Regions from separate parts of the Mus musculus genome. Here regions 2, 3, 4, 5, 6 and 7 are each linked to region 1. Evidence: chromatin contacts called from public Hi-C and HiChIP or PLAC-seq data. All regions are on one chromosome and are shown on one strand. The core of a region is the stretch at or near the end of the contact, and the rest is flanking DNA. Distances in the headings are between cores, read along the strand shown. Region 1 holds the start of Mrpl33 (mitochondrial ribosomal protein L33). Region 2 overlaps Babam2 (BRISC and BRCA1 A complex member 2). Region 3 overlaps Babam2 (BRISC and BRCA1 A complex member 2). Region 4 has its middle 8.7 kb from the start of Gm36665. Region 5 overlaps Babam2 (BRISC and BRCA1 A complex member 2). Region 6 overlaps Babam2 (BRISC and BRCA1 A complex member 2). Region 7 overlaps Babam2 (BRISC and BRCA1 A complex member 2).

Region 1 (3,309 bases), core at 149-2,648:
GGACAGGCCAATGTTGCTTTCTCTCTACCCTATTTAATTTTTTTGGAGATAGGATCTTTACTGAACCTGGAACTCTCTGATTTAGCTAGACTAGCACTAAGTACATGCCTGCCATATTTGAAAATTTAAAATATGACCTCCAGATTTTGAAGATTTGGATTCAAGACCTAGACTTTCCACTAATAACTGGAACAGCCTTGGCCAAGTTAGTTATTCTTATCCTTGGATTCCTCACATGGAAATGGAAATACAGCATTGCTGAGAAGATCACTTAAGACAACAACAACAACAACAACAACAACAACAACAACAACAACAACAGGCCAGAGAGGATTGCTTAGCCACTATGAATATTTGTTGCTCTTGTATGGGAGTAGGGTTTGCTTTCCAGTACCCACATGGTGGCTCACAACTATCATAACACTCTGGTTCCAGATTTGAAGCATGATGCTAAACTTCTCAGGTACCAGGCACACAAGTGGTACACAAATATACAAGCAAGCAAAACACTCAGGCGTAAAAATAAATTATAATATAGGGAGAGTCATTATAAACACACAAATTAAGCAAAACAACAGCAAAAATAATAAAATCCTGATTATTAATTGGGAGATGAAGTTACCAGTGAGGTCCCTGGTGGTGGAGTTAGGACTTCTTGCACAGGCATAAAAATATTGCTGGGCAAATGGTAGATCAGAGTACAATATCCAGAGACTACCCCACCCGGGGATCCATCCCATAATCAGCCATCAAACCCAGACACTATTGCATATGCCAGAAAGATTTTGCTGAAGGGACCCTGGTATAGCTGTCTCGTATGAGGCTATGCCAGTGCCTGGCAAATACAGAAGTGGATGCTCATAGTCATCTATAAGATGGAACATAGGGCCCCCAATGGAGAAGCTAGAGAAAGCACCCAAGGAGCTGAAGGGGTCTGCAACCCTATAGGTGGAACAACACTATGAACTAACCAGTACCCCCAGAGCTCGTATCTCTAGCTGCATATGTATCAGAAGATGGCCTAGTCGGCCATCACTGGGAAGAGAGGCCCCTTGGTATTGCAAACTTTATATGCCCCAGTACAGGGTGGGTAGGGGAGCATATAGGGAACTTTCGGGCTAGCATTTGAAATGTATATAAAGAAAATATATAATAAAATTAAAAAAAAAAAAAGATAGATCAGTGTCTCTTGGGAAAGGCTACATGTTTTGGAGCCAGGCAGATCTGGGTATTGTGATATTTGGCAGTATTATCTTTTGTATGGAGGGGGGGTCCTTCCCATAATACCACAAAATTCACTACCAATAAATCACTGAGTCAGAGACTGCCCGAACTTCAGGGGAGGGCGTGGCTTCTGTCCACTTCCTGAGCCTTCTACCGGAACCCGCGCATGCCCCGGAAGTAGTCGTTGAGCTCTTTAGGCGGGTCTCGGTGAGAATCGGTGGACCATGCTGCTCTCCGCTGTCTCTTGTAAGTCGGTCTGAGGCGGCGGCAGGGCCTGCGGCGTGGAGCCGAGGCGGTGACCCGCAGGTCCCGAGGTGGAGCCCGGAGGGGTGGAGGACCTGGCGCGGCGGCTGCCACCCCGCGGCGCGCCTCCGGGTCTGGTGAGAAGGCGGCGGGAGCCCCGTCGCCCTCTGCAGGGGTGTCCGAAGAATGTCTACTGGCCGCTGTGGTATTACCCCGCTGCCTGGCTCCTGGCTGACATCCTGATTAGAGTTAGCATCTCAGGCGACTTTGCTGCAGTCTGTAAAGTTCAAACAAGAGCTGTGTTGCAGTACAAATATTTACACTATAGAAGGGTGGGGATAGAGCAGATATTACTTAGAACGATGTTAAGATGGCAGACAACTGTTGATTATACCAAGACAACAACAACAACAAAACATTCATAATTGTGTGGGCCAGACTCACACCAGGAAAAAGTTATTTTAGTGTAAAGTGGGGAATACTTTTAAAGTGTTTTTGGTTACAACTAATGTTGATAAGCACTTCGAATGAAAAAAATAACAACCTTATCTTTTTTCTTTCTTCCAACCTTTACACACACAAGTTGCCAAGAGCAAGTCAAAGTAAGTAAGGTTTTTGTTTTATTGGCCCAGTGTTTGGGTTTGATCTCCCAAGAGTTGATCTGGGGTTATTTATTTGGTTAATTATTTTGTTGATGTGAGCACCTTGGGGGAAAAGTCCTTTGATGGTGCTACCATTGACAGTTCGATCCTGGGTTGCAGATACATAAGCTGAGAATGCATCTGATATACCAAAACCACAGATCATGTCGCTTAGCAACCCTGCTTCCTCTTCCCTTTGTGGCTGGTAGGAAGCCGAGGTACCCGTTACTAACTGGGGAAGAGAGCACAGTGGGAAATGTGGCCTCTTGCAAAGCAGTGCATTTGCACTGGGTAAACTGAGGATGTAAGTTGAGGACTGTGCTGTCTCCCTTCTGTCCCAGGGAGTATTCACAGCCTTTGTGTAAAGGAACTTTGCTTCTGGTCTCACCTCAGAATCTATTAGTTCATTGCTTTGCTCCTAAAGCAAGCATCAGGCTGGTGATCTGTTTGGCTCTACCTAACCAGAGCCATTTGCCTGAGTCTTCTGCAGGAATCTACAGATGAGCTCTGATTTGATGGAAACCTAGAGCCTGTTTATAGAAGTCAGTCCAAGCACTAGAAAGATTGCAGAGCTAAGCGTTAGGCAGCTGGAACTGAGAGGCTAGACCTGTGCCTTGCCTATGGGCCAGTCCATCTGTTCCATAATTTCAGCCCTAGGAGGCACAGACTTAGTGTCTTGTAGGGCTCCTCACAGAGTAAGTACCCCATAGAGACTTGTTGAATCCGTGTGACTGAATGGATAATTATGTTAATTATATAACCCTCTCTCCCCTCCAGTACTGGGCATTGAACCTAGGCCCATGCTGGGCACAAGCTCTCTTCCTGAATTCTGTTCAGCCTCATATTTGTTTTTCTAAGTTTTCAGACTCAATGAGTTGCCCAGGTTGGCCTTGAACTTGTGAACTTCCTGCTCCAGCCTCCTAAGTGGTTAGGGTTATTGGCCTGTACCACCATACCTAGCATCATTGTCTTTCTTGTTCCATCAACAAATACTGTAGTCTTCAGGGGCATTGTTTGAGGAGTAATGTGGCCTTCTTGGCTTTATTTTGTTTTGAGACAGGATCTCAGTCTGTGGTCCAGGTTGATCCTCCTGTCTCAGCCTTCAGAGTGCTGAAATTATAGATGTGAGCCTCCATGCCCGATTGTGGTTTCAAGTGCTTCAGATGTGTAATGGCATGACGAATGGCTTATGTGGGGAGGC
Region 2 (3,114 bases), core at 392-2,891, 440 kb after region 1:
GCTCTGAGATATTGTAGTTATTACATCATTTTATACATAGAGTAGTTTTTAAAGAAGCTACCATTTTGTTGACTACTGACTATTAGATAGAATACAGCTTACCTGAGCAAGGTATCTATAGCTTTAAACATTTATGTTCTCTGCATGAACTACCATATAGACAACTTTTATCTCTGAAATCCTTTGACAATTCCTGTTCTTCCAGTAATCCAGTTGTGATACAGGAAGTGTTTTGATTTGAACATTGGCTATAAGGACATGCTGTTCTCTGGAGACAAAAAAGGATCATGTAATGAATGCTTTGGGGGATTATGATATACATCAGTATAGAGCTTGCTGATATTTAAGTAAAAACAAAAATCATGTCTTACTTGAGTGGGTAAATAGATATTTCTGGTTTTTAATGTTTCTAATACTAATTGGCATTTGAGTCAAAGAAAATAGTTCAAAACTAGGAAATAATATATTTCTAAACATATCAAATACTAATACCAGCAACTCACTTCTGCAAAACAAAATCGTGGGAAAAAAGATTAGAAGGCATTCCAGCCAGATGCAGGAGTGTATACCTATGTCCCAGATACTCTGGAGTCAGAGGCCAAAGGATCTCATGAGCCCAGGAGTTTGGCACCAGCCAGAGCACTAAACCAAGACCTGTATAAAAGTTTCTTTTTTCAGGGGACTGGGAGAATGGCTCAGTCCATAAAGTACTAGCAAGAAGCCCTGAGTTCGATCCCTATTAAAAGCTCTGCGTTGTGACCTGTGCTTGTGATCCCAGCTGAAAGGGCCGATGCACGGGATGCTCAGGCGTAGGCCAGCTGGCCTCGTCCAACTGTGAGCTTCAGGCCACTGGAGAGATCCTTTCTCAAAAAGGTGGATGCCATTCCTTAGAATGACATCTTCCTTTGACCACCACAAGCACAAGCACTGACACATGTACTTACATCCACATATACTCACACACACTTACACACTCACACACTCACGCACACACACTCACGCACTCACGCACACACACTTCTTTTTTTTTTTTTTTTTTTTTTTAGAAAAATGTAGTCTAAAGTCCCCAAAGCCAGTAGCTTGAAAGCCACATAGCCTGTAGTCATAGCTACATTACTTTTGATAGTGAGTGATGGCTGTTTATAAATGATTGCATTGAATTCTTTTATTTAAAATTACTCTTTTTTCATAGGTAAACTAGCATGTTAAATACTTTTCTATTATTAATGATCGGTTTGGAGGTTAATCTGAATGTTGTTTCCTATTTGGAAACTCGGGTGTTACTCAGCAGTTGCAATTGAAGTTGAGGAAAAGTGTACAATGAACAGGCATTTGTTCCTAAAAACTTATCAGAGGGAATTAAATGAGCATCAGAAAGGACGTAACAGGGTTAGAAATCAGTGTTTGTTCCGAGTAGCCAAGGATGTTACAGACCAAGCCTGCTATAGGGAAGGACCTACAAGGATTTTCTAAATTGAGGTATTTGTCATTTGGATTGGTGTTTTCATACTTTTGTTGTTCTGTGTTATACAATCTCTGTTTCATAAAAATAGCCATGTATGGAGGCTATCATACTGTGGCACTGAGAAATGTGACTAAAAAGTGGTCATTCTCAGTCCTGCCCCTTTTTGTTGGTAGTGGTGTGAGTCACCAGTAGAAACCCCCTGTGCCACTGAGTCAGACATCGTCAGAGTCGGGTACACTCAGAAGTCTGAGAGGCTCTACCAACAACACAGGTTTTTGCTGGTTGGTTGGTTGGTTTTGGTTTTGGGGGGGCAGTGAGTTATTGTTGGGAGATTTCTTTAAAAAAACAAAAACAAAAACCATGAAGCTAACTTTTCCTTTGAGAAGTCACATCTAGGGAAAGCGCTAGGATCAGCAGTATGCACCGAAGGAGGGAGGGAGGGAGGGGGAGAGGAGGGGAGAGGAGGGGAGAGAAGGGGAGAGGAGGGGAGGGGTAGGACTGCACTCCACAGCATCCTTACATGTTGCTTTAATATGTATCTGTTTGTGCAGCTAACATTTCCATCCTTGTTCATGCTTTACAGTGGAGGCTCTGGCTTACTGACTGAGTTGTAATTGCAACACAATTTTAAGCAGGTTATTGGAGAGTATTCTGCAGTGTCACACAGTAGGAGCCAAAGATTCCAATCCTGGCTTTAGATTTTGTCCCCTGCTGCTGCCCAGTCTATGAGAAAGTTGACAAAGTCCACGAACTTTCTAGTTTACTCAGCTGTTAAACACACAGTTTCAAAATAATGTCCCTTTCTTGAAGTTTTAATTAACAAAGCATCTAAAATGAACTCTGCAAAGCTAGAAAATCTATACACATCATTACTGCATTTGTTAATGTGCCTATTCTCTGTCCTGGAAATGGGTAACATTTACACAAACTTTGTCTACCTCAGAGAATGTTGAAACAGTTTCTGGGGATGCTTTGCCTCCACTAAAACTAACAAGAGATTTTATTTTAAAAACTTGACTTAACCCCCAAATGAAATGCTAAAGCAACACTACATATTAGCAGGGGGCTTGGGCTCAGCTCTGATGGGCAGCAGCAGAGTCTCTGTTCAGATTTGCCCCTGTTGCGGCCCACTAAGGAGCTCCCTCTGATTTACAAGATATAAATATATGTGGTAACATATGTGGGAAAAAAAGGAAAGTGCTGAGTATGGAGATTTCACGACTTGATTGGAAGCAGAATGATAATTTTATTTTTCTGGAAGTCTAGTTGGTGCATCCTATCAAAGCCCTCTTTGTCCCTTTTCCAAGTTTGTTCTTGAAAACCATCTTTCATCCTGCTCCCCCATCAGATTGTAGGTGAGGAAGACACAGTCCCGCCCTTGAAAAGCGTATGGCATAATGGAAACTTAACACAGTTACATGGCTAGCTCTGCAATGGCAATGGGCAAGGCCAGGGCCCAGGAGGTCGGACAGTGTGGGACGCCATTCTGGTTATGCCTAAGATTCTGCATGTGTCACGGCTTCTGTGGTCCCTCATGCCATTGCTTTGATCCAAACCTCAATCGGTGCTTGTGGCTCCAATTGTCATGTACCCAGCATTCTGAGTTAGCCAAAAACATGTCTTAAGATGTGTTTATTGCTGAGCAGTGG
Region 3 (3,570 bases), core at 468-2,967, 420 kb after region 1:
GGCCCCTTTCCTCTTCCTCCTCATACCCTGAGAGGTACATGGTACACCCATTTTGCAACGAGAAAAGAGCTGACGGGGCTACGTGTCATCTACCTTGTGGGAATGAAAGGGTAACTAGGGTCTCTGCATCCTGAAAGGGATCCAAAGTAGAGATGTGATCATGAGGTGGCCCCTGGAACATAGTACACAGGCCCTCCTAGGACTTGAGGCTAAGGCTGATTAGTAAAGTCCTCACTAGGCCCAACAGGAAGCAGTACTAGGCCCAACATGATGGCAGGGGGCAGCCCCTCAAAAGGATGAGGAACAGGATTCAGGTGATCCAGCTGACCTATTTAATATAAATCAAGGAGTCAGGAAGGACTGGAGTGACTCAGCCTCTGCCTGGCTGGAGCCGTCAATGGGCTTTGTAGCCTATTTCCTGGGGACGTTTTCAGCTAAATCAATGATTTCATCATTCTATCCCTAAGCACCCTCAGCAGCTAGTTGCGACTGTTCACGTGACTGTCTGGGTGAGGCCAAGAGGTCTGACCTCTGACAGGAGAAGCTGGGACAGTGGTGGCAAGTGTTAGGCTTGGTGGTAGTAGGAAGTTTGTTCCTTTCCAGTCTCCCCAAGTAAGCCAGAGTGTGAGTGAGTGGCACTTTGGTATCTGAGCAGCTTTGCCTCACTCGTGAAGAGAGGAGCTCCATGGAGACAGCCGCTTCCTGCCCCTGGTTGAATTCATTGTACAGGCTGGGGTAGGAAGACAGCGAGTTGGCAATGGAAGTCTCACCAGGCAATCTGAAGACCAGAGGTCAGGCCTGAGCGTCAGAAAGTAGCCAAGTGGACAGGTAGAGTGCCAAGGCTTAGTGTATGTCTCTAGGATCCAAAGATGAACATTTAATGCATACAAACTTATTGGCGCAGCTATGCCTTTTATCAAAAAAGTCATACATTTACAGTCCAGAATTGTTAAGAAAATAGAATTATCAAGAGATGTCTTTCCATAGTCAATATGTTCTCCTTACTAAGAGAAACGTCTTTAGCCTAAAATATTAAAATTCTAGCTCTCATATGCTGGTAGGAATAGCTTTACTTATTTGACTGACTGACTGATTGATTGATTAGCAGGATTTCTAGTCCAGGGTGGCCTCAAACTCATTAGGTAGCCTAGGACGACCTTGGACTTTTGATCTTACAACCACACCCAAGTTTATGCAGTGCTGGGCATGGAACCCTGGGTCTTATAAATGCTAGGCAAACCTTCTGAAAAACTGAAAAACATCTCAAGCCCAGGGATAGCTTCCAGTGAATTCCTTCCCCACAAGCTCTATTTACAATCCTGAACATCTCAAGCATTGGGTACATTATGTTTTTTTTTTTTTCCTAAAAAAAAAAAAATGTTCCCTGAAACCTTCTTCCCTTCTCCTTTCCCCAGTTCACCAAATTCTTATCTGAAGCTTGAGGGAGAAGAAAATGGGGGCTAATATGACAACAAGATTTGTACCTTCACAAGTAAATATCACAACTGAGCTGGGTAACTACTTGTGGAAGCTTGTTAGGTCACAGTGACTCACTTGCGTAGATGAGGTTATTTTTAGAGCTGTAATTTGTACTGTTTAGAAAAGAAGAAAGAGATGGTAAAAGGCTAGATAGCTCATTATAGTTTACAGAGCTCATGAACCCAGCATCCATGCAAAAGATGACTAAGCAAGGGGTCGGGTGGTACTTTCTCTCAGAATTTCACAGACGTGAGTCATCCACTTCAGCCTGCAGACACAGCATCAGGTACCTGTGACTCAGCTCCCATTTAGACAGAGCACTAGAATTCAATTCTGATACGCTTTTGTAGCTAAGTAGTGAGGAAATTACATAGCAAAGCAAAATAGGCCTTTGTACCAGGCAGCCATCCAATGTTTAAGCAAGGACTGATTGATCTTCGTCTCTGGTCTTTCAAAGAATCTGTTTATGATCCATGCTAGGTGATGTCTTTTCATTCTGCTGCGTCACACTGCAGTGCATCTCACCACACTGGCTCTTCTGACCCAAGTATTCAGTCTCACAGCTTCTCCACTCCCATGTCCAGCCAGCACGTCCTAAAACCAGGAGTGTGTGTGTGTGTATGTGTGTGTGTGTGTGTGTGTGTGTGTGTGTGTGTGTGTGTGTAAATCTTTAGCCTACAATATTAGCATATTAGTTCTCATGAGCTGCAAAAAAACAAAACAAAACAAAACTTCCAAAGGCTTTCCATTCCACGTTTACCTATGGTCAGAGTTATAAGAATATAATAATATTTTCTTCAAGTGTTTTTCTTTCTTTTTAAAAAATAAGTTCCCTTGTGCCCCAGGCTGCCTTTAAACTTACTCTATAACCAAACTTGAAGTCCTGATCCTTTTGTCTTTCCCTCTGAGTTCTGGTATGATCAGCACATGCCACTACCCCTGGCTTTAAAATGTTTTTTTCATGCTTAAAAAATTATACAACTACTCATGCACATAAGATTTCTCTGTAGATGAGCAGCCTGGTCAGTGCAAGTGTACATTCATCCAACAGGCTTTCTCTCTCTTCTCAGATGCTGAGCTCTGCTAGCCCAATTGTCATCAAGGCATAGCCTCACACACTTAGCTCCTGTTGTCACTTAATTACACAGTTTATTTAGAGTTAAGTCCTTAGAGTGTAACCTGTCTGTTTATATGTACAGAAAGTGGTCCCTTTCAGTTTGCAGACCTATTATTGGATTGTTTATAGCCAACAATAAATGTAACTATACTTATCAATGAAACATCAACAATGATTGCAAAAAGTAAGTACTTCAGAAAGAGACAGGATGTTTTCTCCCCTTTGCCTGCCTGTCCCAAGCCACTTGCAGCCATTTCTGACACTTGGCAGCTGCCTCTTTTACCATCTGTCGTCTTTGCTCCAAACCTGCTGTGTCAGTAGTACTGTTACCAGGAACAGCAGAACATGCACAGGCTAATGTCCTATTGTCACGGAAAGCCCTATGTATATTTAAGTCAACTCAGCAAACATTGAAATGTATGCTGTGAACCTAACCCTGGAGTAGGCCTGGAGGTGCAGAAGAGGTGAGGTGCACACATTTGTCCAGGGGTGGGAGAGTCAGACATGTAAATGTACAGATGCACATGTAGACTGCTGGAACACAGGAGTGCCAAACCTCTGGAGATCTTAGAGAACGGCTCTGCCTGAACTTGCCCTTACATGTAGATGAGATTTATAGGTAAGGGGGCAAGGACGCTCCAAAGAGAACAGCAGAGTGTACTCAGGAACTGATTAGTATACCCTCATGGTGGAGATAATTCATAAAGTTGACTTTTGGGATGCGTGAGTAAAGAATGGCAGATGACAGAAGAGAAATCTGAACCGTGTACGTCACTTGTTCAAAATATGTCGTCTTACTGATGCAAAGGCCTGGAGGGATGTTAAAGATGGATGTGGCATTATCTTAGACTCCCAAGGATGATGGCAGAGAGGAGGAGAATGCAAGTGGGAAGAGGCCGGGGGTAGAAAAACCACTTTGGTAACTAGTTCAGGCAAGAGAAATGTGAGGTTCTAAAACTGTGGGAGTCAGGAGA
Region 4 (3,468 bases), core at 477-2,976, 500 kb after region 1:
TGTTTTGAGAGCTTTGATTCCCAGGGCAGTTCTTCCTCTAGGCCTGGTATCCACACATCTCAAGCTCCAATAAAGATCTCTGTACACACACCACACACTTTGGACACGTGTGCTTCACACACGTGTGCTTCACTAACCCTGGCTGGGACAGCAGCTGACCTGGCCCTTCTGAAAGCCGGACCTATCCGCCTTATCAGGTGAGAACCAAGGCCCAGAGAGAGGAAGTTGGTTGTTCAAACAACAGTAGGTGGTTGAGCCAGGAAGTGGGACATACTCCTCACCCCCACCCCCACCCCCACCCCTACCCCCACAGTGTTGGCCTTCTCTGGGCACAATGCAAAGTCCCAACAAAGCCAGATTCCTCTCTCAAAGGGGCATCTGGATTCCCACACAGGGCTTCCCCCAACAGAGAGTTCCAGAGGCAAAGGCTGACAGAGACACGGGGACTAGGAGAGTGACCGGGCACAGATAAAGTAGGCCTGTCTCTGAGGCCACTGGGTCCTCTCTTGCCCTCCTTCTTCCATTACTGGCAGTGAAAATTTGAGTCCCCAAGAGGAGGCAGTTACAAAGGTAATTTTCGTGGTAATCCAGCCCAGGTCAACTGATCTGTTTTTCTATTAATTGTTTTCCCTAAAATTGCCTTGTTCTCTGAGTTCATGCAGAGCCCCCTCAGGAGCTATTTTATCATATCTGGTTTCTAAATGGTCATACAGCACTGGCTTTCTTACCTCAGGCATATCATGCCCTTCCTAAGGGACGAGGAGTCATTCTCGTCTGCTGGTTAAGCGAGTGGCTTCCGTGGAGGCCTTTCCGCTTTGGAAGTCTATGGAAGGACTTAAGGAGGAGCAGTGTGTGGAAGCCAGAGGCCTATCTGATAACGGGAAAAGGATGGGAAGGCAGCTTAACAGGGAGGCAGGGCAAGGCATGGGGCTCTCTTGCTCTGAAAAGGGGAGAGTGAGTGAGAACTCCCCCAACAATGTGGCAGACATCTTAACCTCCATGTATCTGTGCCACTGCGTCTGTCCTCCCCATCCCATCCCTACCCCCACCCCCCAAGGGGACAGAGGAGAGACAGATGACATGCCTAGGTAATGAACTAGCCCAGAAGGGGAAAGATAACACCTGGAGGATTACGGATGCTTAGAATTTAACACCTCCTTCTCTCAGATCCAGAACCTAGCAGATAGATCCCCTGGGGGAGGATCCTGCTTGCCTCTGCCTGGTGTGGTACTCCACATTGGGCTTGCCTAGACCTTTGGGGACTGAGAGAATGAGGAAGCATGTGGCCATTCCTCATACCTCCATTTTCTGATTGATTCCTTTTCTTACCAGTGTGCCTGCCTATCTTCTACCAGGGACTCTAAGCCCCCTAAAGGGAACTGCGTGAGGCTCCCAATAGTTAGTGGTCAAGTGTTCCTGGGTCTAGTCTGCATCTCCCAAATGCAATTCTTACATTTATATACGCCCCCTGACTCTCCGTGGCCTCACCCCAGCACCTAGGGGTACAGGGTTCACTGATTGTTTGTGGATTGTATGGGAAGAATGTTGAGCACAAAGTGCTGGGCTCCAGAGACCTGGATTCCAATCCTGTTCTGACACTCACCACCACCCTTACGGGTAAAGAAAGGCTAAACACTCAGAACTTCCGTTTCCTTGGCTGTACCATGAATGCTGAGCCGGACACAGAGAGAATAGCATTATCACTGTCAGTATTACTTGTCCTCTAGAGTCCTAGAAGGGCAGCTCTGCCTGGCAAACCCCTCTGCTGTGGGCAGCCCCACCCTTCCTGCTCCCCTCTCTGCCCCTCCCCAGTTCAGTGATGGGGTGTTTTTAGGATAAGCATCCAACACAAGCACTGTGCCTTGAGGAATGATGGCCCTACTCCCAAATGGGGGAGTCCCTGCCGAGACCCTGGAAAAGACCAGTGACCAGGGGCCTTTGCAAGTAGGACTATGGCCGGAAATGGGTTGGATGAGGCCTGTGGCAGTGGCTGGTTGCTTGGTTCCCATTTTAAATGAGGAACTGCCTAGACTGCCCACTTAACCACAGACAAGGGCCTCAGCTTTCTGCTTTCCTCTGTCTCTGAACTCCAGTGTCTGGGCTGTGTTCCTGGTCCTGCTAGGATGAGTGGGAAACTGCTCCCATCACCCCTCCTGCCTGTTCCTGTTTTGGCCGTGAGGATCCAGTTTCCAGCTGGGTCAGCTCTCTGCCCCTTTCTGCCCCTCGGATCCATTCAGCCTGGGAGCAGTGACCAAGCCTGTGGCGTTCAGTGGTCCTAGACTCCAGGCACTGGTGGGGATTGCCATGATTGTTTTATTACTGACCCACTGCATAGACAATGAGGTCTAGGTTTGCCCAAGGCCAAGCAGCTGATTTGGTAAGCCACTGAGATATCAGGCAGGATCTGGCTACCCCCAAGGCTGATTCAAAGACCTGGAAAGGAGAAAAGGGGAGGGAAGAAAGGAGAAAAGATAATGGGTTCTGTCCATGTGCAAGAACTAAGCAATTACCACCTAGAACTGCCTTTTCACTTTGCTGGAGGAACATTTAATTGCTTCCTACAAATAATAACAAAACACCGTGCAGTGCCGGGCTTGTTCTATGCAAGGACTAAGTACTTCACATCGTGAACTGGTCCCAGGCTTAGAGTCAGCAGACCTGTCCTCTCTCAGGAGTCCCAGCCATCCTGAGCACTGGCCCCTGTCATCCCACACTGGCCTCCAATCATGACCCTCTTGCTTTGGCATTAACTCAGACATCTTCTCTTCCTCCAGCTACAGAGATTTTTGACCCCAGTCGCCTACCCATCCAGCATCCTGACCTCCAGTTCTGTGGCCACTACAATCTGGACTGAAATTGTCTCTCCCTTCAGCAAGTGGCACCCCTGGTAGGAACTTTGACCTCGTCTTGGAGAGTTCCTTTCTTAAAATCCCCTCAGACTACGATATTCCTGCATCCACCTAGCCCCAGTTCCTCATAGGAAATACTTCCTCATTTTTTATAAAGTTCAAACATGTATGGCAACTTGCACCTGTAATTCCATCACTTGGGAGGCTAAGGCAGGGGAATTACTGTGATCTCTCTAGGCTAGCCTGGGCTAAGGCAAGACCTTGTATCAAAATAATTATCACCCCAAAAGTCCAATATATAAAAAAGTTCTTACTTAAATATGCGCACGCGCGCATACACACACACACACACACACACACACACACACACCGTGCTAGGGAGATGGTTTAGTGAGCAAGAGTACCTACTGGGCAAACTTGAAGACCTAAGTTACAAACCCAGCACCCATGTAAAAATCTGGGTGTGGTTGCCCACATGCCTGTAACCCCAAGGCTGTGGGAGTCCAGACAGGAAGACTGCTGGGGCTCGCTGGCTGCCAGCCAGGCTCCACTTTTAGTGAGAAACCCTATCCAAAGGGAATAAGACGAAGCTGAGCAAGCAGGCCACCCGATGTCCTTC
Region 5 (3,615 bases), core at 401-2,900, 370 kb after region 1:
GCTGAACATCCGCGCTGGAGAACACCAATTGCTTGTTAACTGAGAAGACTAGATGGGTACCTTCTCCTTCTGTGTGCTTGACAGTGTTTCTCATGCTGGGCACCCGTTGGATAGTTGGTCCTCTGGATCTGCAGCAGAACTAGCTACAGATTTGTCTCCTTCGGCTCCAAGAGAATCTCTGGAAGGCGTTTGTATTACCTGGGTGTGCTAATCTGGGACAGAAGGAAGTAGAGGCTCACTGCCTGGTACTACAGACAGCTTATACACATTCTACAGATGATGTTCAAGAAAGGCTAATTCCAACATTAGCCAAAACTGCATGCACGCCAAACCAAAACAACAGCAAAAATACCGACATTCATTTTATGAACTGCTTAATTGCCCATGTTAGTCACAAAGATCAAATCACTGCACGTGCTCCGCCTCTAAGTGCTGTTTTCCATGCTGATGAGCACGAGCCAGCTGTCATTAAACATCAGCCCTAGCACAGTATCCTAAAGATATCAAATGTGACTTCTCAACGTCCCAGTTGGGATTGTGGCATCTTACGTTAGTGCCCGGATGCTTTACTTGTTGGGCACATGTTTTTAGTTAGCTGGCAAAACGTCAGTTGATACAGGCCCATCTGTGTTAACTACAGATTCTCACATGTTGTAAGGGTCCCAGAGCCAGACCTGCACTGCTGCTAGCAACATAGATGGAGCCATTTTGGGTTAGCTTGGTTTCCTAACAGAGCCTAAAGAACCCAGAAACTTGTTCATACTCGCTAGGTAAGTATCTTCCCACTGATCTGGGTCCCCAGCAGTGTCTAAAATGTTTGCAAGCAAATTGCTTCTTTGGTTTATTGGATTTAAGACTTTCACTTCTAATGCATGATGTTTCTCTCGGGACAGGTTAGAAGAAAGTGGGAATCTAGCTTAGTGGTAGACTGTCTACTTAGTACAAGTGATAGTTTGTTAAATAAAAACATGAACCAATGAGTTTAGGCACTGGCATCAATAAGTAAGTAAAAAAAGAACCATGCCTAAGGATGTCAGGACACTGCATGGGCCTCTGTGGATAGCCCAGAGCTCCAGAAACTTAGGAGATTTGACTGGAATGTCATAGGGAAACAAACAGTCCCATGCTAAGTACAAGTTAACAGGAAGACCAACATTTTGTTGCTTCATTTTCCTATAAAGTTCTGGGTTGCTGAGTAAAGCAGAATTCCAATGCTTTGACACACCACCACATTGTTAAGATAGGCAGGATTTGATTATGGGAGAACAAGCCCCCAAAATGGTCATTACACACACACACACACACACACCCTAAGGTCTCCCTTGCTTCCTTCTCAAGGCAATGTGTGGTTGCAATTCCTCCATTTGATGTGGTTCATCCCTCGGTGCCAAACAGGGTAATGTGGGAAAATGATGACACAGCAAAAAATGAGGGTGGCAGTGACCTGCTTAGTAACAAGAGAAATAAAACAGATCTTAGAAATTGAGGCCAAAAATACCTGCTTCTCCACACAATAAGGAGAAAGAAACACAGAGTTTTTCTGTCATAGGAAACGACTAGGCTCTGCCAGCAGCTGGCACCTTATAGACCAAGCAAGGGCAAGCCAGGAAAGCCACAGGCTGGTTGGGGTAGGTGAAAAGGCAGCTGCCTGAGAAAGGGTGTGGGTTCTGTAGATCAAGGGTGTGGAGCGCCAGGGAAGAGAGAAGGGAAGCCAAGGCTGCCTTCCGGCCTAGGCACGGAACATGCTTGCAACATTTTATCATTTCAACACCATGCAGGAGGTGAGGCCTAAAAAAGCGTCACAGTTTAAAAGAAGCAAAAGATGTCCACGCAGGAGTGGGTTCTATTTATTTACAACTTTACGGCTGGACAGCTTTTCTACTGTGTGGTTTGTGACTACCCAAAGTGAAATTTTTTGAGTTTCAAAATTATCTCTTTTTGCACTGAGAAAAGAGCATATATGATTCATCTTAATATTGCCGAGGATCAGTCAGCAGCTAACAGCTAGTATTTTGGGTGGGAGGCAGGCTTCTGTAGGCAGCTTTTTCACCTAACATAGATGTAAAAAACACCAGAATATGCCTCAAGCTTCGTTCGGAATCATATAAATAGCTCGCTCTTGCACAGTTACAATCTAATGCGATCGTAAGAACTCCCACGGTTCATGAAGTGCCTGATGTGCCCCTCACCCAATGCCTAAAGAAGTCGATAGAGGAATGACACTAACTACCCCAGTGGGGTACCAAAGACACCTGACAAAGGGGCCTGCTTTTGTTTCTGCTAACATCCTCATCTTAGGCTTTTGCCTGTGTTTCCTCCTGGATGTTTCTGTTTTGGTTTTTTTTTTTTTTTTTCCAGCCTCTGTAAAACCCTCAAGTCATTCTGAGTCAAGAGACAAGCTATAGGCACTGGGCAGATCCAGCCAGTGGCTGGTAACGTGTGGCCCACCAGCTCTGAATAATCTTTGCATTTTTCTGGTTAGAAAAGCATTTAAAGAATGATGTTTCATAACTTGTAAAAACTGTATGGAATTCAATTTTCTGTAGTCATAAAGTTGCGTTGGTGCATGGCCATGCACATTCATTTACACATCTTCTAAAGCAGCAAGAGCAATATTTATTAACTGACTGTACCAAAAATGTTTACTAACCCCAACACCCTTAAAAATCTTCCTTTCCATAGTAACTATTTGAGGAAAAGAATACAGACATTTATAGACTTTGAATGTTTATTTGGGAAGTTCAACATTGTCATTTGACACAGGTAGAGTGTCCTCTATCTGAAATGTTTGGGACTAGAGTGTTTCAGGTTTGTTTTTCAAATTTTAGAATATTTCCATATGCATAAAGGTCTATATTTGAGATAGGATGCAAGTCTAACAGGAAATTTATTTATATTTCATATGTACCATATACACAGAGCCTGAAATTAATCTCATATAATAGTTTTAATGTACCTATGGGTTTGTGTCTGTGTGATGTGTTTGTGTGTGTATGTGCGTGTGTGCTTACATATACACTTATGTGTATGTATGATTTATGCATGATAAGAGACCAGGAGAGAAAGTCTGCCTTAATCTCTTGAAACAGGGTCTCTGACTCTACCTGGATCTAGACTGGTGGCCAGCAAGCTTCCATGGTTCTCCTGTCTCTTTCCCCTGCAGCACTTGGGCCACAGGCATGTATGGCCATACCTAGTCTTTATACGAGAGCTGGAGATTTGAACTAGGGTTTTCATACTTGCCCAGCAAGCTCTTGTAACCCCTGACCTATCTCCCCAGTCCTATGCCTGTGTTTTAACTGTAACCCATTCTGTAAGATTGGGCATGGAATTTTCCACTGGGAAATCAATTGGCACTTATAAAGCTTCCAGTTTTGCAGCATTTTGGATTTCAGTTTTTCAGATTAAGGATATTCCATTTGTACTACAGATATTTATTGGAAACCGAATGCAGCTTGCCATTATTGTTTTGGGTGTTACACACCTAAACAAACTCAGCAAAGTTCCCCATTCTGAAAGAGTTTGCCTTCTAATAAATGACAGTCAGGAAAGTCAGTGACAAATTAGCATAGCAAACAGAGTATCTGTCAGAGGTACAGGCCTTAGGAAGAAGCA
Region 6 (3,508 bases), core at 575-3,074, 400 kb after region 1:
GAAACTCAGCATAGACAGTGAATGTGGCTAATGGTTCATCACACAGAGTTCAGAGGGACCTGCAAGATCCCATAATCGCCCAGGCCCAGGAGGTGATACAGATGTGGGAGTGGCCCTGGTCTAGGACAAGGGGCAGGAGTTGAACTGTGGCCAAGTGTGTGCTCCTTTACGCACTCACCATTGGTTATTCGCTAAGTACGGTGCAAGCAGTTCTGTGTGGTGGACGTACTGTGAGCACCTAGGACTCCTTACAAACAAGAGCATTGAGCCAGCAAGATGGCTCAGCAGATGAAAAGGTTCTTTGCCACTAAGTCTAATCCCCTATACTTGATCTCTACATGGTAAAAGGACAGAACTGACCCCAAAAGTTCTCCTCTGACCTCTACGTGTGTGCCCCCTCCAAATATTGCATGTAATCAAAAATTAAAATAAAAAAACACTGCAAGGCCTAGTGGTACCAGCTTATATTCCAGCTACATCAGGAGTCTGAGGCTGGAAGGACCCACAAGTCCATGCTAAGGATCCGGTACAATGTACATTCAAGACCAACCTGAGTCCCATCTCAAAATGTAAAAAGTAAGCTGTCTGTATAGCTTATGGTAGAACACTTGCCAAGCACATGCAAGAACGTGAGATCACGCCCCAGTGCACGAGCAATAGAGAAAGTAACAAGCACAGGTGAAAGCAGAAGTCGCCCAGGCTCCTTGTGTGTGCAACACCTGCACTGCAGCTTTGTCTCTTGTCTCTTCTCCCAAACCTCCTTGTCATTTGCTTTTAGAATTCTCTGGAGTATTTTGAAGCAAGTGTAAACCACATCTCTTGTATCGTCTATGAATACTTCCGTATGCATCTGTGTGTATCTCTAACAGTGGTGATTTCTAAGGAATGCATCCTACATTCTTATAGCTAATTCTTTAACGTCAGGTAATTCTCAGTCTGCCTATAAGCTTCCCTGTTGGTCTCAGATATGCCTTCTTCTTTGCAAGGTTTATTCTTGTGCATGAGATTGTGTGCATTATATGCATGCAGGTGACCACAGAGTCCAACGGGTACTGGATCCCCTGGGTCTGGAGTTACACACAGTGTAAAGCTGCTGACGTGTGTTGAAAATTGAATCCAGATCCTGTGGAAGATCAGTAGCACTCTCCACCACTGAGCCATCCCTCCAGTCCCTCGGACATATTGTCTTTACAGCTAGCTTGTCCAGATCAGGATCCAAAACAGGATCCCTGAATCTCGGAAGTGTCCCTAAAGAAAAGCGGTGGTCCTCAGTTATGGACATCACCTTCTATTTTTCTTTTCAGAGTATGGTTAAGAAAATCTGCTGAGGTAAGAAACTGTTAAGAGTATCAATTCACCCTTAAAAGAGGCAAGATCTTACCCTATGTAATACCTGACATTGCAGAGAGTTACTAGCTACCTCACTTAGACTATGAGCCATTCAATCTTTACGTCAGCTTTGAATAGAATTTTTAGCAGTTACAGAATGTATTTGTCAGCTCTGCTACTATAGAATTTACAATATTTGCTTTATAGTGGGACCACACGGATATAATGTTTTTCTTGTTTTCTGTTGTATAGTGTGTTTTGAGGTCTGTACATGTTGGCTTATGTGTTTTAGAGTTGCGTCCTTGTTGGTTACTGAGTAGTATTCCACCCCAGATAGTGAATATTGGTTTTTTTGCAGTATCTGGTGATTACGAATAGTGCTCCTTGGATGTAATTTAAGGGAGATCTTTGTTTTGACAATGCTTTTAGTTCTGCTTAGTTAACTGTGGGGTAGGAATGCTGAGTCACCCATCCAGTGTGTGTTTAACTCAGTCATCCACCACCATGCTGTAAAGCAGTGTGACTCTTTACAGTCTTCCCGACAGAGCGTGAGGTTTCTGTTCTTTCGCATGCCTTCCGGCTCTCGCTATCATCAGTCTCTAATCGCAGCCACAGTGGGGTCTGAGAGACTGTCCTGGGGTTTTTAATATGCAATCCCTCATGTGCAGTGCTGCTGAGTGCTCTGTGTGCTAACCACCGAGGGAGTGTGTGGGAAATGGGAGGGTCTGTTGAAATCTTTTTTCTGTTTTTAATTGGCATGTTATTATCTCATTTTTCAGTTTTTGAGCTCCCCTCCCCTTGTCCTGGGAATCAAACACAGAGCCTCCAGCATGTTGGGCAAATGCTATACCATGGGGCCTTATCCCTATCTATGACTTAAGAATTCTTTATAAACTTGGCTGGGATCCATTTGTCAGTAACGTGTTCTATAAACTTTAACAGAGCCATTTGTTATTTGTTTGTTTGTTTAACTGCATCTTTCCAAAAACTACATTTACAATTTTTATGAGGTCTCTTTTTATCACTTCTTAATTTTATAGAACATTTTTTTGCATCCTGCTTAATTAAGTCACCTAATCCAATTCAAATTTTCCTAAATTAAATTAATTTTTTTGAGATGGTATCACTGGAAGTCCAGACTTCTCCTCGACAAGCTTTGAGCAGCAGTAGCAGCATGGTAGGCAGAGAGCCCACCCTAATTAAGTTGTTTCCTTGTAGAAAGTTCATAGTTTTAATTCATGAATACAGGTCTGTATTCTGCCTCAACTTTATGTATGGTGTGAAGTGAGGGACATGATTTGTATATATTTTTTTTTAATTTTCATTCTAGAAACATTGATCAAAAAGACCCAATTTCCCCCACTGAATTGCTTTAGTATCTTTGTAAAAATATTAGTGGACCATGTGAGTTTCAGGTCAGCCTGGGCTACATAGTGAGTTCCAGATTAGCATATTCTAAATACCATGAGCTTTCAGAGAAGGCAGTTATTTTTGCTTTTATGTTGAGCTTTAGTTGATTCCTTAGGATTTTTAGATACATGATCATATTATCAAGAAATGGAGAGCTGGGAATATCAGTCAGAGTGTCTGCCTACTATGAATGAGGGCCCGAGTTCAAATCCAGCACTGAGATAGATGGAGAGACGCTGTCTTACTTCTTCCTTGCTCTATGCCTCCTTTTCTTCCTCCTTCCTTGCCTTCCCCCACCCCTCCCTTTCTTCCTTCTTCCCTGTGGCCTCCAGGTAGACCTGCGAAGGTGTCTACTCATTGCACAGTCATTTGACCTTCTTGTGCTTCAGGCATTTTTAAGCCATGGGGATGCCAGGATGCTTGGGATCTTCTCTGAAATGGCTCACATTCTTGGGGCAAATGAACATATAAACCATACAGACATGATAGTGCATACCTGTAATGCCCACACTTGGGAGGCTCAGGGGCTAGGATCACAAGTGTACAATGAGACTCAGTCTCAAAAGCCAAACAAACACAACTTAACAATGAAACATTCTTTAAAGTATAATGCTAGGTATCCACCAGCTATCATGGGAACACGGGGTAGGACACCCAACTTACTAAAGCAGGAGGGCTGGAAGAGCACTTTAGGCAGACAGATTAGCACAAGCAAAGATCCTGAGAGAAGAAATGGTCAAGTGTTTGTGAAGAACTGCAAATGACTCCA
Region 7 (3,495 bases), core at 267-2,766, 350 kb after region 1:
TCAGTGATGACAGTGAGTGTGACCCGGGCTGGTGTGCTGAGCGCTGCTAAAGCCCATCAATATTCCACCTGCTGCTCACTCTGCTTCCTGCCTAGCCATGTGCCCTTTGGAATATCTTTCAGTCTAGATGAAGGGGCATCTTTTGGACATATTGCTTTCAGAGGTTCCATTAGTTTCTAATGCACACACGAGGCAATGCTGGCTTTTTAATTCCACGCTTACCTAACTCAAGCCCTGTGTAAGACTACCATTGTTCTTTATCCTTTCATTGCTGTTTGACTCCACTCTTGCAACACTCCTTGACTCTGTGTACAGCTGTCACCACAGCCACCCCCACGACTACTACAGAGAGGGAGAGAACAGCAGGTGACGTTCCTTGAGTGTTTGTGTGTGCCAAGCCCTGGCTTCAGTGCCTTACACGTGGATCTTGTTTTCAGCTCCACATTGTTCCTGGGAAGTGGGTGCTGTGACCTCTCACTGAGTGGCAGAAGAGATTGAAGCACCTTTCAGACTCTAGATCTGAGGACTTGACCCTATATCAGTCTCTTCCATGAACACTTACAGATGAGATGGCTCAGAAAACAAAACTGACTCACTATTATAGGCCCAGTAAAACATGAACAACAGAAATGCTTAGTGTGCTTGAACAAGAGCTCTCTTTAGTGTCACACCATGCTGTGACAGCTACTCAGTAAGTTTGGTACTTGGAGATCCTTGAAAAGAAAACTAAAGTACAAGGATGTGTATAAAAGATAGAGATTTTTGTGAAATTTCTAGTTATCTCCAAGGGATTTTAAGTCTGGTGGCATAGGCTGTGAACCAGGTCAAACTGCTGCATTGTTCTTTATTTAGCACGAATTTCTTACCTACTGCTGACGACTGGTAATGTCTCTGATTCAGGATGTTGTTTGCTGCTGGGTTTGGTTTTGTTAAGTTTTCTCTCTTCACAAATGGAAGGAAATGTGTTTTCCCTGAATATATCGTCATTTCATGTAGAGCCTGAGAGAAGAGGCAGTGTGTGTAGGCATATCCACATGGGATTTGACAAACCTGCCCAGATGGGCAGGGGCCCAAGATTGCCCAGTGGAGCCAGGGTTGAGTAGCAACCTGTAACCCAGCACACACAGCCCTACCTTCCCAATGACCTGATTGCAGGCTGCATGCCTCTTTCTCCTGGTGAACTCTTGGTGCCTTTCCTCCGAGCACCTGGAGGCGGGCAGGTGCTTCTGGCTCTAGCTCTGCCTTTACTGGTCCTGGCTCCACTAGCCCAGAGTGTACAGAGTAGCCAAATTAGGTCCCAGGAGCCTTTAAAAATATCGTGTTTTGATATACTTGGCCAGCTCAGTTATCCACAACTGTCTACTCCTGCAGTTCAGAGATCCATTAGTGGCTAAAGTCTGGTAAGGTGGGTGTTTGTCTCCATAGCAGGAAGTCAACAGTCAGTGTTGCTCCCGTCGCCTGATCATTCCTTTCAGGTGGGGTGGGGCCTGGTGATGATTGCCATGTTTACCTCTGAGGTAATGTTTTCTGTAGTCACAGTGTTGGGTGGAGAAGGGCCTGATTACCAGTAGTAATCTGCTAGGGTTGCTGGCCTGCAAGCTGCAGGTGGGAACCCTGCCAGTACCAGAGACTTTGGACTTCTGCATGATGTTTAGAAGGCGCAGCCCAGGGACAAAGAGCCAGCCTGGACATTGCAATCATTTTCAAGTTTCTAGTCACTGAATTAGAAGCATTACCCACTGAGAGACGACCAGGGTAGCAGACATGAGGCAAGTGCTGGGGCTGTACTGCTGTCACGTGGTTTATTCATTCATCCCATGTGTCCTCACCGAGCAGCTGTCATACATTTGGTCAGCCACATAGCACTCCTGACTCCCCACAGCTCTCCTGAACATGCATTCAGAGGCATTTGGCCTGCTGTTAGAGTGTCTTGACACTGGGAAGCAGTGGTTTCAGAATCAAGTTACACCTTGCAGACTGAAATCATTTTACCTGCAGTGGAGAGTATAAGAGGGAGTCTGTTTCCCTACTATTTTTTAGATAAAATTATTTAGTAAAATAATCTCAAAATATACATCCATATGTGTGCATGTATAGTGTGTGTGTGTGTGTGTGTGTGTGTGTGTGTGTGTAGACAGACAGAGCTTAGATTACAGAGGTCTTAAAGCTGAGGCCACAGATACTTGGGGGTAATCAGACCCTCACTGTAGTATCTAAAAGACAAACTCCATAAATGTGGCACCCCTGGGCTCACAGGCACTGTGGTTTTCTGTAAGTCCATCCAGCTCTTCAGTATTTAACTTGTTGAACAAGAAAAGTGTGCAAGGCTTCCTGGGCAGGGGTGACCTCTCTGGGCCGTCTCAGTACTCTTGCACCTTCTACTAATTAGATGTATAATATCTATTATGTGCCAGAATAGAGTCCAATCTTGTAGTGAACTGCAAAGAGAACATGTTTCTATCCTTGAGCTGTTCATCGTCTAGGGAGAGAGAATACTATAATATAATAAATGGCAGCAGTTGGAAGTGTTGCTTGACCTAGGAACCCAGCACACTCAAGGACCAGGAAGAACTCTGGTAACTTTCTGGTGTACTAGGGATGGGAGTTCCCACCAAGGTGTGATGGTGGCTGAGCTGAGCAGTTAAAAAAGACCTTAGAAATTACCTTTCTAATGGTATGTTACAGTAATATTCATTGTCAAACTACATTTTATCTAGTGATAATCTTTACTTTGGCTTTTTTTAATTTTATTTTTATTTTTTTAATCCTTTTTTACAGTGCAGACTTCATCCCCCTCTCTGTCTGCCCCTCCCTGTCCCATAACCCACCCTCATCTCCATGAGGATGTCCCTACACCCACACCTCACCAGGCCTCCCCACTCCAGGGGCCTCAAGTCTCTTGAGGGTTAGGTGCATCTTCTTTGATTGAGTCCAGATCCAGCAGTGCTCTGCTGTATATGTGCCGGGGCCTCATATCAGCTGGTGTATGCAGCCTGGTTGGTGGCTCAGTGTCTGAGAGATCTCGGGAGTCCAAATCAATTAAGACTGCTTGTCTTCCCATGGGGTCACCCTCCTCCTCAGCTTCTTCCAACTTTTCCCCAATTCAACCACAGGGGACAGCTTCTGTCCATTAGTTGGATGCTAGTATCTGCATCTGACTCTTTCAGCTGCTGTTGGGCCTTTCAGAGGGTGGCCATACTAGGCTCCTGTCTGCCAGCACACCACAGCATCAGTAACAGTGCCAGCCACAGGCCTCCCCTTGCGCTGGATCCCACTTTGGGCCTGTCGTGGACCTCCTTTCTCTCATGCTCTTCTTCATTTTTGTCCTTGCAGTTCTTTCAGACAGGAACAATTCTGGGTCAGAGCTTTTGCTTTAAAAACAAACAAACAAACAAACAAAAAGACATGAATTTGTTTTTGAGAGCTTGTATGTGTTTTGATTACATTCTCCCCAAACCCCTTCCCAGCTCTTTCCAGATCCACACTTTTCCCTAC

The links. HiChIP or PLAC-seq counts read pairs in DNA pulled down with a chosen protein or histone mark. A called contact is a pair of places that touch in the nucleus more often than the background predicts.
Region 2: a contact with region 1 is called in a CTCF HiChIP or PLAC-seq map of the NIH/3T3 cell line, with 13 read pairs. The contact joins the enhancer-like site here to the promoter of Mrpl33 in region 1. A contact is called at or near these places in 2 of 39 promoter capture datasets (the SN4741 cell line and embryonic stem cells), 1 of 15 datasets of contacts at CTCF or cohesin (the NIH/3T3 cell line), 3 of 484 Hi-C or Micro-C datasets (cumulus cells, epidermal suprabasal cells and tail fibroblasts), 6 of 115 datasets of contacts at active chromatin or transcription factors (T-cell acute lymphoblastic leukemia, bone marrow-derived macrophages, cardiomyocytes and 2 more) and 4 of 9 other capture datasets (adipose tissue, embryonic stem cells, liver and 1 more).
Region 3: a FOXA1 HiChIP or PLAC-seq map of pancreatic cancer cells shows a contact between it and region 1. The contact joins the enhancer-like site here to the promoter of Mrpl33 in region 1. A contact is called at or near these places in 1 of 39 promoter capture datasets (the SN4741 cell line), 3 of 484 Hi-C or Micro-C datasets (the N1E-115 cell line, cumulus cells and tail fibroblasts), 7 of 115 datasets of contacts at active chromatin or transcription factors (T-cell acute lymphoblastic leukemia, cardiomyocytes, embryonic stem cells and 3 more) and 4 of 9 other capture datasets (adipose tissue, embryonic stem cells, liver and 1 more).
Region 4: an H3K4me3 HiChIP or PLAC-seq map of bone marrow-derived macrophages shows a contact between it and region 1, with 7 times the contacts expected there. The contact joins the enhancer-like site here to the promoter of Mrpl33 in region 1. A contact is called at or near these places in 1 of 39 promoter capture datasets (macrophages), 1 of 484 Hi-C or Micro-C datasets (bone marrow-derived macrophages), 17 of 115 datasets of contacts at active chromatin or transcription factors (bone marrow-derived macrophages, cardiomyocytes, craniofacial prominence and 11 more) and 1 of 9 other capture datasets (adipose tissue).
Region 5: a CTCF HiChIP or PLAC-seq map of the NIH/3T3 cell line shows a contact between it and region 1, with 7 read pairs. The contact joins the enhancer-like site here to the promoter of Mrpl33 in region 1. A contact is called at or near these places in 1 of 39 promoter capture datasets (macrophages), 1 of 15 datasets of contacts at CTCF or cohesin (the NIH/3T3 cell line), 6 of 115 datasets of contacts at active chromatin or transcription factors (CD8 T cells, bone marrow-derived macrophages, effector CD8 T cells and 3 more) and 2 of 9 other capture datasets (embryonic stem cells and macrophages).
Region 6: a contact with region 1 is called in a CTCF HiChIP or PLAC-seq map of the NIH/3T3 cell line, with 6 read pairs. The contact joins the enhancer-like site here to the promoter of Mrpl33 in region 1. A contact is called at or near these places in 3 of 39 promoter capture datasets (cranial neural crest, frontonasal cranial neural crest and macrophages), 1 of 15 datasets of contacts at CTCF or cohesin (the NIH/3T3 cell line), 1 of 484 Hi-C or Micro-C datasets (the N1E-115 cell line), 6 of 115 datasets of contacts at active chromatin or transcription factors (T-cell acute lymphoblastic leukemia, acute myeloid leukemia, embryonic stem cells and 2 more) and 4 of 9 other capture datasets (adipose tissue, embryonic stem cells, liver and 1 more).
Region 7: a Hi-C map of epidermal suprabasal cells shows a contact between it and region 1, with 2.6 times the contacts expected there. The contact joins the enhancer-like site here to the promoter of Mrpl33 in region 1. A contact is called at or near these places in 2 of 39 promoter capture datasets (embryonic stem cells and macrophages), 2 of 484 Hi-C or Micro-C datasets (epidermal suprabasal cells and myocytes), 5 of 115 datasets of contacts at active chromatin or transcription factors (T-cell acute lymphoblastic leukemia, bone marrow-derived macrophages, embryonic stem cells and 2 more) and 1 of 9 other capture datasets (macrophages).

Annotation. Positions count from the first base shown.
Region 1 is chr5:31,612,553-31,615,861 of GRCm38.p6, forward strand. It overlaps Mrpl33 (mitochondrial ribosomal protein L33), which reads left to right and starts at 1,399. Exons shown (of 4, transcript NM_025796.3): 1 at 1,399-1,470; 2 at 2,051-2,069. The coding sequence starts at 1,449. All of the region lies in intron 2 of Gm38424 (a long non-coding RNA gene), which reads left to right.
Region 2 is chr5:32,054,205-32,057,318 of GRCm38.p6, forward strand. The region is part of intron 10 of Babam2 (BRISC and BRCA1 A complex member 2); the gene reads left to right. Among named protein-coding and RNA genes, the nearest start is that of Gm40277, 35 kb to the right of the region's middle. Within about 2 kb of position 1,642, at least 30 of the 459 cell types and tissues checked have an H3K27ac peak or open chromatin away from gene starts, as enhancers often do. A contact at or near this core is called in the NIH/3T3 cell line, the SN4741 cell line and tail fibroblasts, where this site is marked.
Region 3 is chr5:32,034,219-32,037,788 of GRCm38.p6, forward strand. The region is part of intron 10 of Babam2 (BRISC and BRCA1 A complex member 2); the gene reads left to right. Among named protein-coding and RNA genes, the nearest start is that of Gm52770, 37 kb to the left of the region's middle. Within about 2 kb of position 1,718, at least 115 of the 459 cell types and tissues checked have an H3K27ac peak or open chromatin away from gene starts, as enhancers often do. A contact at or near this core is called in the N1E-115 cell line, the SN4741 cell line, adipose tissue and 4 more, where this site is marked.
Region 4 is chr5:32,110,680-32,114,147 of GRCm38.p6, forward strand. No RefSeq gene overlaps it. Among named protein-coding and RNA genes, the nearest start is that of Gm36665, 8.7 kb to the right of the region's middle. Within about 2 kb of position 1,727, at least 75 of the 459 cell types and tissues checked have an H3K27ac peak or open chromatin away from gene starts, as enhancers often do. A contact at or near this core is called in adipose tissue and bone marrow-derived macrophages, where this site is marked.
Region 5 is chr5:31,982,796-31,986,410 of GRCm38.p6, forward strand. All of the region lies in intron 7 of Babam2 (BRISC and BRCA1 A complex member 2), which reads left to right. Gm52770 (a long non-coding RNA gene) reads right to left here. Exons shown (of 3, transcript XR_003955739.1): 2 at 61-212. Among named protein-coding and RNA genes, the nearest start is that of Gm52770, 14 kb to the right of the region's middle. Within about 2 kb of position 1,651, at least 107 of the 459 cell types and tissues checked have an H3K27ac peak or open chromatin away from gene starts, as enhancers often do. A contact at or near this core is called in CD8 T cells, the NIH/3T3 cell line and embryonic fibroblasts, where this site is marked.
Region 6 is chr5:32,014,332-32,017,839 of GRCm38.p6, forward strand. All of the region lies in intron 10 of Babam2 (BRISC and BRCA1 A complex member 2), which reads left to right. Among named protein-coding and RNA genes, the nearest start is that of Gm52770, 17 kb to the left of the region's middle. Within about 2 kb of position 1,825, at least 38 of the 459 cell types and tissues checked have an H3K27ac peak or open chromatin away from gene starts, as enhancers often do. A contact at or near this core is called in the NIH/3T3 cell line and adipose tissue, where this site is marked.
Region 7 is chr5:31,966,600-31,970,094 of GRCm38.p6, forward strand. All of the region lies in intron 7 of Babam2 (BRISC and BRCA1 A complex member 2), which reads left to right. Among named protein-coding and RNA genes, the nearest start is that of Gm52770, 31 kb to the right of the region's middle. Within about 2 kb of position 1,517, at least 67 of the 459 cell types and tissues checked have an H3K27ac peak or open chromatin away from gene starts, as enhancers often do. A contact at or near this core is called in epidermal suprabasal cells, extraembryonic endoderm stem cells and myocytes, where this site is marked.